Linked DNA regions of Mus musculus: regions 1 and 2 are each linked to region 3. The links are chromatin contacts, called in public HiChIP or PLAC-seq and promoter capture Hi-C maps. All regions are on one chromosome and are shown on one strand. The core of a region is the stretch at or near the end of the contact, and the rest is flanking DNA. Distances in the headings are between cores, read along the strand shown.

What was found. HiChIP or PLAC-seq counts read pairs in DNA pulled down with a chosen protein or histone mark. Capture Hi-C pulls out chosen DNA fragments and counts their contacts.
Region 1: a FOXA1 HiChIP or PLAC-seq map of pancreatic cancer cells shows a contact between it and region 3. The contact joins the promoter of Enthd1 here to the promoter of Pdgfb in region 3. A contact is called at or near these places in 1 of 39 promoter capture datasets (liver) and 1 of 115 datasets of contacts at active chromatin or transcription factors (pancreatic cancer cells).
Region 2: a promoter capture Hi-C map of pancreatic islet shows a contact between it and region 3. The contact joins the promoter of Maff here to the promoter of Pdgfb in region 3. A contact is called at or near these places in 2 of 115 datasets of contacts at active chromatin or transcription factors (microglia and pancreatic cancer cells) and 1 of 9 other capture datasets (pancreatic islet).

What each region holds. Positions count from the first base shown.
Region 1 is chr15:80,558,854-80,561,728 of GRCm38.p6, forward strand. It overlaps Enthd1 (ENTH domain containing 1), which reads right to left and starts at 1,617. Exons shown (of 6, transcript NM_001163189.1): 1 at 1,151-1,617. The coding sequence starts at 1,499.
Region 2 is chr15:79,345,897-79,349,031 of GRCm38.p6, forward strand. Maff (v-maf musculoaponeurotic fibrosarcoma oncogene family, protein F (avian)) reads left to right here and starts at 1,624. Exons shown (of 3, transcript NM_010755.4): 1 at 1,624-1,858.
Region 3 is chr15:80,013,448-80,016,267 of GRCm38.p6, forward strand. Pdgfb (platelet derived growth factor, B polypeptide) reads right to left here and starts at 1,530. Exons shown (of 7, transcript NM_011057.4): 1 at 489-1,530. The coding sequence starts at 551.

The DNA of each region.
Region 1 (2,875 bases), core at 367-2,866, 550 kb after region 3:
GATAAAAAGAAACAAGCTTCCAACCTATGGAAGGATCTGGAAGAACCGTGGGGTATCCTGCCAATGAAAGAAACGAGTCTAAAGAAGTTTTACATCTGGAAAAAGTAAAACTATAAAGACCAGTGGCATCCAGGGCAAAGAGGGTGAGGGCAGGTCACAAGGCATCCTCGGGGAAGCGAAAGACCCTGTGTTATACTGGGTGGTTGACACAGGACAGTATGTCTTTCCAAAACCTACAGAACTATGATACAACTAAACTGAACATCAGTAGTAGTGTCAACACTGGCTGCCACTTGTAGCAAGTGTACCTCACTGATCTTAGAAACTGGAGAGATGATGTTTTGGTGGAGAAGGGTTCATAGAAACTATTTTTGTCTCATTTTTTCATTTCTTTAAAGTTATCATTTTAAAATGCAGTAACCATGGAGAGTAGAGTGAACTGTATTTTCTTCTTATGACTTAAAACCTATCACTTTAGGCACAATTATAACTTTGCATTTCTAACACAAAGGAAAGGAATGTTGGCTCTTTTCTTTGCAAATTTGGCACCAATCCACTTCAATACTCTATACCATCTTCCTATGCCATCGCCTTTCTACACCCAGAATTATCTTAAGACCTGAATTTCTGTGCTTCAGTTAAGTGAGCTCATCTCCATAGCCTTCGGAGATTCCAGAGTCCCTAGAAACACTTCCCTAGTTTATGACTAAATTCCGACTTAATTATACTCGTGAATTACAGTGACATCAACACACAAACGGCAGCGTCTCCTCTCTTCATTTGCTGTATTTACTTTTCTGTGAGGCGTCACTGGATCAGGACCTGCGTGTGTTCTGTGCTCTTTTGAAAACAAACACACTCTTCTCCCAAGTGCCACAGTCAATCAGAGGACGGAAATGAGAACCACAGCGGTCGGAGGAAAACAGTGGCTGGGACATCTAAGGACAACTCTTTAAGCCCAGGGTGATAACAGGGTGCACATCAACCTAGCGCGAGGGAGGTTGGGACTGGAGGGCAAGCTCAGGACAGCCTAGGCTACATCACAAGGCACTCAAAAATTGAGAACCGCCTTGCTCCAGTTGAAGATTTAAAACACTGCTATACACGCCTGTCCTTACAGGCACACTGTCGAATTTTTACAAACTGTTACCTTGGTCTTTGCCCGCTTCATCTATGTGTTGAAAATCCTTTAGCATTTGAAGGTTACAGACGCCCTCTCTGCAATACTGAATAACTTTCCTGGAGCCGTTCTTGATGAGGTAGTCCATCAGGGCGAGGGATTTGTACACGTGGCGCCAGTTCTTCCCGTGGTCGCTGAGTCGCTGCCACAGCATGTGCATGATCTCCGAGAGGGAGGCCGCATTGAAAGTCATGTCACTGATAGCTAACATCAGAGAGCTAGAGGGGCCCCAGGGGTCATTGGAAGTTGCTTCCCTGACTTTTTTTTCGGCATCTGAGTAATTTTTCACGAAGTTCTTCACTTGCCTCCTGAATGACATAGCTACAGTGAGTCTGAGGAGGGGGTGGAGGTGGGTGAGAGCGATGGGTCAGGAGTGACTGGTTTACAGAGCGCCTGACAGATTCGTCCCAAGTTCTGCCGCTCTCAAACACAAATGATTCATCTCCACCTGGTAAAGTATCGATTTCCTGCAAGGAAAGTACAAAAAATGTGGTGTAAGTTCCTCAAAAAAAAAAAAAAAAAAAATGTCTACAGGAGACCAAGTTAGTCTGAAAAAAAAAAAAATTTTAGTTTCCAAGAAAGCCTGTCACATCACCAGCCTGAGGAAGGAAAGGACTCTATATAGGTGTGCTTAGGATAAACACGGGAAAATCCCTCACAAGACTGACCTCAGCTATCCAGAGAATATAGGTAGTCTATCTGCTCCTAAAAGGTTCTGCAGAAAATATTGCTCAGCTCCCTTGACAAGGAGTACGAGTTTAAAGACGTACACACAGAGGAGACAGATTCATAGTTCAGGGGGAATTTGCACTCTGACACCTCTTTCTTAACAAAAGCTGTTGTTATACACACTGTGTCCTGGAAATAATTTGAATGGTGGTGAAAATTGAGTGTGAGGTCCTCCTCGTACCCAGAACCCTGTTCCCTGCAGAACCATGAAGCACTCTGATCAAACCTGAGTAGGTGCTGCTCTCTGGTCTATCTAGAGAGCCGGCGTTAAGATAAATACTCTACCTCCTGTGGATTACAGCTAACACAGTATCCAAAGCAGCATCTTAGCCTAGCAAACTAGAGGGAAAGCTTCGATTACTTTCTTTACTCGCTTTCAGGGAAAAAAAGGTGTGGTTTTAACATTCAACAGTATCAAAGTGCTATTTATAAATGACATGGCGTGAGGAACTCCCTTAGGCCTGGAGTGATTAGCAGGAGTCTGACAGCTTCCCCATACATAGAAGAGGAAGCATTTAGGTTAATATAAAAACGCATTCAAACTTAAACCGGTACTCGGCCCTAAGAATTCGCAAGATACTTGAGAATTACCAGTTTCTGATTTACATGAAACTCCCTTCCTCTTTTTCATTACTCTGCAGGAAGGTGAGTCACTTAGTTTGTAATTTCTCTGGTGATTCACCTCCGACAGGGACAAAGGCACTGTGCCAAATTGATTTCAAGCCCTGATGAGCATCCAGACCCAACGAAGTCTAGATGAACTATAATCAGATTTTGCTATCAAAGCTGCACCCATCCAAAAGAAAGAAAAAAAAATCAAACTCATAACGACTGTTTGGTATTTTTAGTTTTGTTTCCTTGGCCTCCTCAGCTTCTAGCTCACGCCTGATTAATCTGTGTATCAAGGGAAAACATAATTTTCAGATGCATGGTTAAATGAACTATCACCTTAAAAAAACAAAAAAC
Region 2 (3,135 bases), core at 374-2,873, 670 kb before region 3:
GAGGAGGAGGAGGAGGAGGGAAGGAAGAAAAAAGAAAGGAAGAGAAAAGAAAAGGCAGGTTTCTCTGCTTTTGTCTCTTAATTTCTACCAGTGTGAACACTCCAGGCTTGCTCTGTTTAAATGCTGAAGATGTCCCAGACTTAGGCAGTGGGAGTGGCCTCAGGCCAGGTCTTTCAGGAAGGCAGCTTATCAAACAAAGAGTAACCTGAGCAGGCCAGGGTCCAGACAAGTGCCCACACTGACCTGCCTTCCTCTGCAGGCTGTCAGAGGGGATGGAAGTGACACCCTCAACCGGTCTCCCCTTTCATCTCAAGTGAGCAAGAACTCCGAGGTTTCACGGGTCCTGGGTCTGGTAGCCTTGTTTCATCCTGTGACTCAGAGTTTGGTAGAGGGGGTGACAGTGTGCAGTCTGGCAGGACAGCCAACAGGGAGGCCTCAGCTCTCTCACCTTCATTCTACCCACCAGTCCCTCTTACCAGAAAGATCAGTGACATGGGCAAAGATCTCACTGAAAGATAAAAAGATGTGATAGATCCCAAATCATTCTCTCCTCCAGCCACTTGAGCTCTGAAGCCTCTTCTCCCAGGATACCATTTTTTGCGGGGCGTCTCATGACTCTGCCACTGGAAAGACAGTGTGAGAAGGCCAACCCCACTGCTAAACGCAGCATTGCACAACATTGCTTGGCCATTACCAAAAGATCGACTTCTGTGGGCAGTAGGGTGTGGATGCAGAAGCCTGGCTCCCTGTTCTCCTAGGCTGAGGATGTGGGCGATGGATCTAGCCACATGGGGTCCTCACTGTCATACAGGTCTACTGGATTTCTTCATTAGTTGAGCACCTACTATTTGCCAGGCACAGCCTCAGCTCTCTAGAAGGTAGGAAAAGGGTGTGTGGGGGGTGGGGGAGGGTGGTGAACAGGATTGTGTATTTTCTAGAATTGAGAACTTGAGTTCAGAGGTAAATTTTTTGAACACCTTTTTCTTATAACTTGTGTTTTCCTTAAATTCACTTATTTGTTATGTGTCTGTGTGTGAATGGACCCATTCCACCGCTCTAAGTACGTAGAGATCAGAGGTCAGCTTTCTGGAGTCATTGTCTCCTTCCACCTTGGAAGTTGTGGGGTCTGAACGTTAGGCATCAGAGTTTAGTAACAAGCAAGCACATCGACCCACAGGGAAAGCGTCCCTGGGGCGAGTGGAGGTAGGGTTGAAGATATGGAGCCGACACCACGTGAAGACCAGGGGTAGGCAATTGCTGTGGCTTCGGAAATACAAACCTACGGTTCACAGGTACAGAGAAGGCACTTAAAACCACGAGACTGGATGAGGTCATCCGGACAAAGGATGTAGATCGACGAGAGAAGAGGCCAGACAGTGAACTGTAAAGCAAAGCAAATGACACCTCCACCCACGCCGTTCTCCAGAGGTGTCACGTGAATGCATCCAGAGGACACAGTCCCAGCACGGAGAACCGTGGCGGCTCTGGCTGTGGGCTCCTACAGCGGGGTCTACTGGGGGCGGCGCCTCACTCGGGCGTGGGCGGGGTCTCGGCTCCAGGCGGCCGCTCTGGGGCTTGCTGGCGGCTGGGGCGGTGACGTCACTGCATGACTGGGTTTTTATGAATGAAAGGAATCCTGTGCGTGAGTAATTCCGGGAAGCTCGCCTTACAACTGCGCGCGGCTCCAGCCCCCTTCGCCGCCTGCCCCATAACAAAACTCGGAGCGGCGCTGCGCGGAGCCGGGTTCCTAGTGAACTGCGGTCCCGATCGGAGAGGAGTGGGGCTCGAGAGCGGCCAAGGACCGCCACCGCGACAGCCGCGACAAGCACGCACTGAGCGCCGGGCCTGGCGGAGAGCGGTAAGGACGCGTCAGGGACGGGGACCGAGCTCCAGAAGTGTGAGCTCCGGGTCCTGCCTGGGCGGCGCGTGGTCCTCCTGCCCCTTCGGCGCCCCCTTAACATCAGCTCCCGGAGGGGCCTCCGAGGGGCTGGCTGGGAGGCGGTGCGCGGGCCCCGGAGGAAGCCGGGGCGGGGGCGGGGGCGGGGCGTGCACGTACGTGACTCGGTGAGAACAGTCCCTGGAGCCGCGCCCAGCACCTTGTGTGCGCGGTTTGTTTACGTCTCCCGGTGGCGTGCGTGCGGCTGTGTTCTTTGGGGAGCGTCCTGAGTTCTGCGGGCTGCGTGCACACGGTGTACTTCGGGGTGTGTGTTTGTGTGTGTGGCCGCACGCGCTCCTTGGAGACTGACACTAGCCCAGTGTATCTTGAAGTGGGTGCGCACCAGTGTCCACTGGAGCAAATGCGGAATAAGGACCCGAGCGAAGGAAGTGGCCCGATCGGTGGTCACACCAGGTCTGGAATTTTTCTCCCGCCCCTTCCACCCTCCGTCATCCTCCCCCTTTCCACCAGCCGGGACTGCCCGGTCCCTGTTGTCTCTGGAGTTTCCCCTGGCTGGAGCCATGTGACATCAGTGTTTGTTCCTCGCCCAGCGCGGGTGCCTGCAGCTTAGAATAGAGCAGAGGTTAGCGAGCCAGTCTTCTCCTGGCCACCTGGTGGATCTGGGAACCTAGTACATGGGAGTCCTTCCTTAGCCCCAAGTTTTCCGGCTCAGTATGGACTGTCCACCCCTGGATTGTCCCATTCTTCCAGTCTCAGGAGAAACAGGCAAGGCCAGAAAGTTTGTGACAGATTGGAGAACACAAGGCTCCCGGACTATTCTGTTGGCGACTGTGGTTGGTCTGGGTGTCTGAGGCTGCACCTGCTGGGTCCAGGAGGATGGCATGAGGCCCACTGTCACACTCCTCAGGTTGGACTCCTTAGACTGGACCTCTGTGTAGACCGATCGGTGGTCACACCAGGTCTGGAATTTTTCTCCCGCCCCTTCCACCCTCCGTCATCCTCCCCCTTTCCACCCTGGACCCCAGGGCTACTTAAATACTGGGCCAGCTGGCACACCTGGAGTCTACCCATGCCCAGCAAGATCAGCAGCCAGTGCTAACCCCTGATCTTCCTGAGGGAAGGGTTAATGTGGGAGAGGAGCGCTGCCTGAGAACACCTGTTCTGGGAACCCCCGTGATCCCACTCAAGACTTTCCCTCTTACCCCCTCCCCCACCCGAGGGTGCTGGAGTCCGAGGAG
Region 3 (2,820 bases), core at 280-2,779:
ACCAGTGCAGAAGCTAGGGTGGGACCAAAACCCTTGCCAAAGATCTCTGGATATCCTGAGTTCGAAGGCACATACTTCTAGGGCAGGCCGGGTCCTGGGCAGAACCAAAGCCCAGGCTGGTTCTGAGGAGGACACAGGAGGTCTCGATGCCTTAGACACCCTAGATATCACCTCACCTTTTCCCCTTAACCGGGAAGCTTAAGATCTCTAGCTCCTGAGGCAGGGGGCAGGGCAGCACACACCTTCTAGGACACTAAAAGCTTTAGGGATCTAGATTGGTCCACTGGAAAGAAACCCACCGCTGCCTCCTCCCCAGGAGCCCAGCACCCCGGACCTGGCCTCCCAGCCCTTGGGGCCACCCAGTGCCCGGCGCCTGACTCACGCGCTGCAAGGCTCCAAAGTTCACTGCAGGGAGAGGAGGGGGCGGCCAGGCGTGGGGGCTGGGACAACCAGGGAAGGATCCAGCCCTAGCCGCCGTCGCAACTCACCTCGGCGCTGACCAGACGCAGGTAGCAGCAGAGAGGAAGGAAGAGCGCCCAGCAGCGATTCATGCCGACTCCGGGCCCGGCCCCGCGGGGCCCCGGACGCGTAGACGGAGCGCGCCGCCCCCGCGGCCAGGGTTGGGGGCTGGGGAGGAGGGTGGGCTCCGCTCGGGTCCCCCGCGATCAGGCGATCAGGCCGCTGCAGCCGCCGCCGCGGCTCACCCGCATGGCCCCCGGGCGCCGCCGCCCCCGGCCCCGGCTCCGTCGCTGGGGGGCTGGGGAGGACCTGGACAAGGGACCGGGGTCCAAAGCCGCTACCTGGGCGGATCCCGAGCCCACGCGAGCATCCACAGTCTGGGGGCTGCGTCGCGAACCAGCCAAGGCGTCTAGCCGTGTGGGGGCGCGCAGGGGACTCCAACCTCAGAGAGGAAAAGGAACACGGCAGCCGATGGTTCGTCTTCACTCGCCCGCTAAAGGCGTGTTCCTCTGCCTGCTGGCTTAGCTTTTTTGCAACATTTTCTGGAACGGACCCCCAGATCAGAAAGCGCAGAGCTGGGGACCTCCAAGCCCAAGTCTCCAAAAAAAAACTTTTTCCAAAGTTGGCTTTGCAGCGGCGGCCCGAACACCCGGGCAGGGAGAGGTGCAAACTCCCGCCCGGGCCGGGTGGCGGGGCGGGAGCGTGTGCGCCCTGGCGCAGGGCCCAAGCGGCGGGCACGGCTGCTCCGAGAGCGCGGCGCGCCCACTGCGCGCTGGGCTGGTCCGGGCCGACAGGTGGACGCGGCTCGGGTCAGTCTGTCTATCTACCCACTCGCTCGCCACTCTGGGCTTCCTCTGCGGGTTTCGAGCTGCGGCTGCTCCGGCTTTCTCGTTGCAACGAAGCTAGAGGGTGGGCTTTTTTTTTTTTTCCTCCTTTCCCTTTTGCGCGTGTGTGTATGTGTGTGTGCGCAAAATATCTCTCTGGAGAAAGATGGGCGCTGGCGGCCGGAGGGAAGCCCTCAGGGAGGCAGCGGGGGAGGCAGGCAGGCTGCTCCCGGCTGCAGGAGAAGTTGCCACCCTTCAGCTGTTCCGGCCTTTATAAAGGAGAAGGGAGAGTGCAAGAGGTGGGTGGAGACAGCCTTTCCTCTCCTGGCCCGGAGTCAGCGCCGGGAGGGGGCAGGAACCAAGGGAGGTCCTCAGGCAAAGACTGCTGCTTGAGGGGTCTCTGAGAACTACGCAGCCCCTGTGACTGTGAATCTAGCCTCTTGGCAGGAACTGAAGGTGAACTGCGGCCCCACCCATTAGCACAGTGTTTAGGGGCCTGTCTGCAGGGCCAGGACCAAGGCCAGGAGTGTGGCCCCTGAACCCCAGAACCAGACATCTGCAACCTGGCAGCTTAGATTCCATTGAGTCTAATTAAATAGCTGGGTCACCTTGGGCACGTCACTTTCCTTCTGTGATTCACCCTACATTCTCTAAGTGGGGGACAAAGTGTGTGGATTAAATGTCAGAATGATCAGAAAACATCCAGCCACACACCAGCCCCAAGGTTGAAGCTCTAAACCCACAGCCAGCGGGAACCCTTCAGCTACAAACTGGGTCTGCCTCTCCTTGCTTGTCGCCTGGCACACAGCATGCGCTGCCATGCCAGCATAAGCTGAATTTGAGTCTGTTGAACTGCAAAGTCACTCAACCCACCCCACCCCCAGCCCTGCACCATCCTCCCAAGGACTGCCACCAAGATGCTGCCTTCAAGTCACCAGGGTGTTTACTACCCCTCTCTGCCCCCCACCCAGTTCCAGGCCCAGAGGCTACCCACCCACACCAGCACTCTCACAGTTAACACCTTCCACCCCCAGCTCAGGGAACTGCTGTGTCCCTGCCTTCAGCAGTCACACTGTCACAGTGACACAGTCACACGCAAGCACGCTTGCCAGCCCAGCACCCACCACAAGACCGGCAGGCTCACTGCAATGCCTCCTGCCTTTAGGGCACCTTGCCCTCATCCACTTCTGCTGCCTGTCATCTCCACTTGGTCTGTATCCCCATATCCACTGAATGGTGCTGTTGCCTCTCATGGCCCTGGATGAGGTGGTACTGATAAGGAAGAACCTCTCGGGCCTCTTTACACGTGGCTCCAGGTACCCCATTTTTCCAAATGACTAGCTAGCAGAGTGGCTGGGAGGTAGCCTGGAGCAGGTGACCTCTAAGGTAGGTTAAGCTCACCAATGGTACCTTGATTTCCTCTTCTGTAACTCGGAGACATAACCGGAGGAGAAGAAGAATTGCAGAGGATCGTGGGAAAATGAGAGGGGGCTGGCAATGTTTGCCATCTCTGTGACAGTGGGCTCCATAGGTTGGG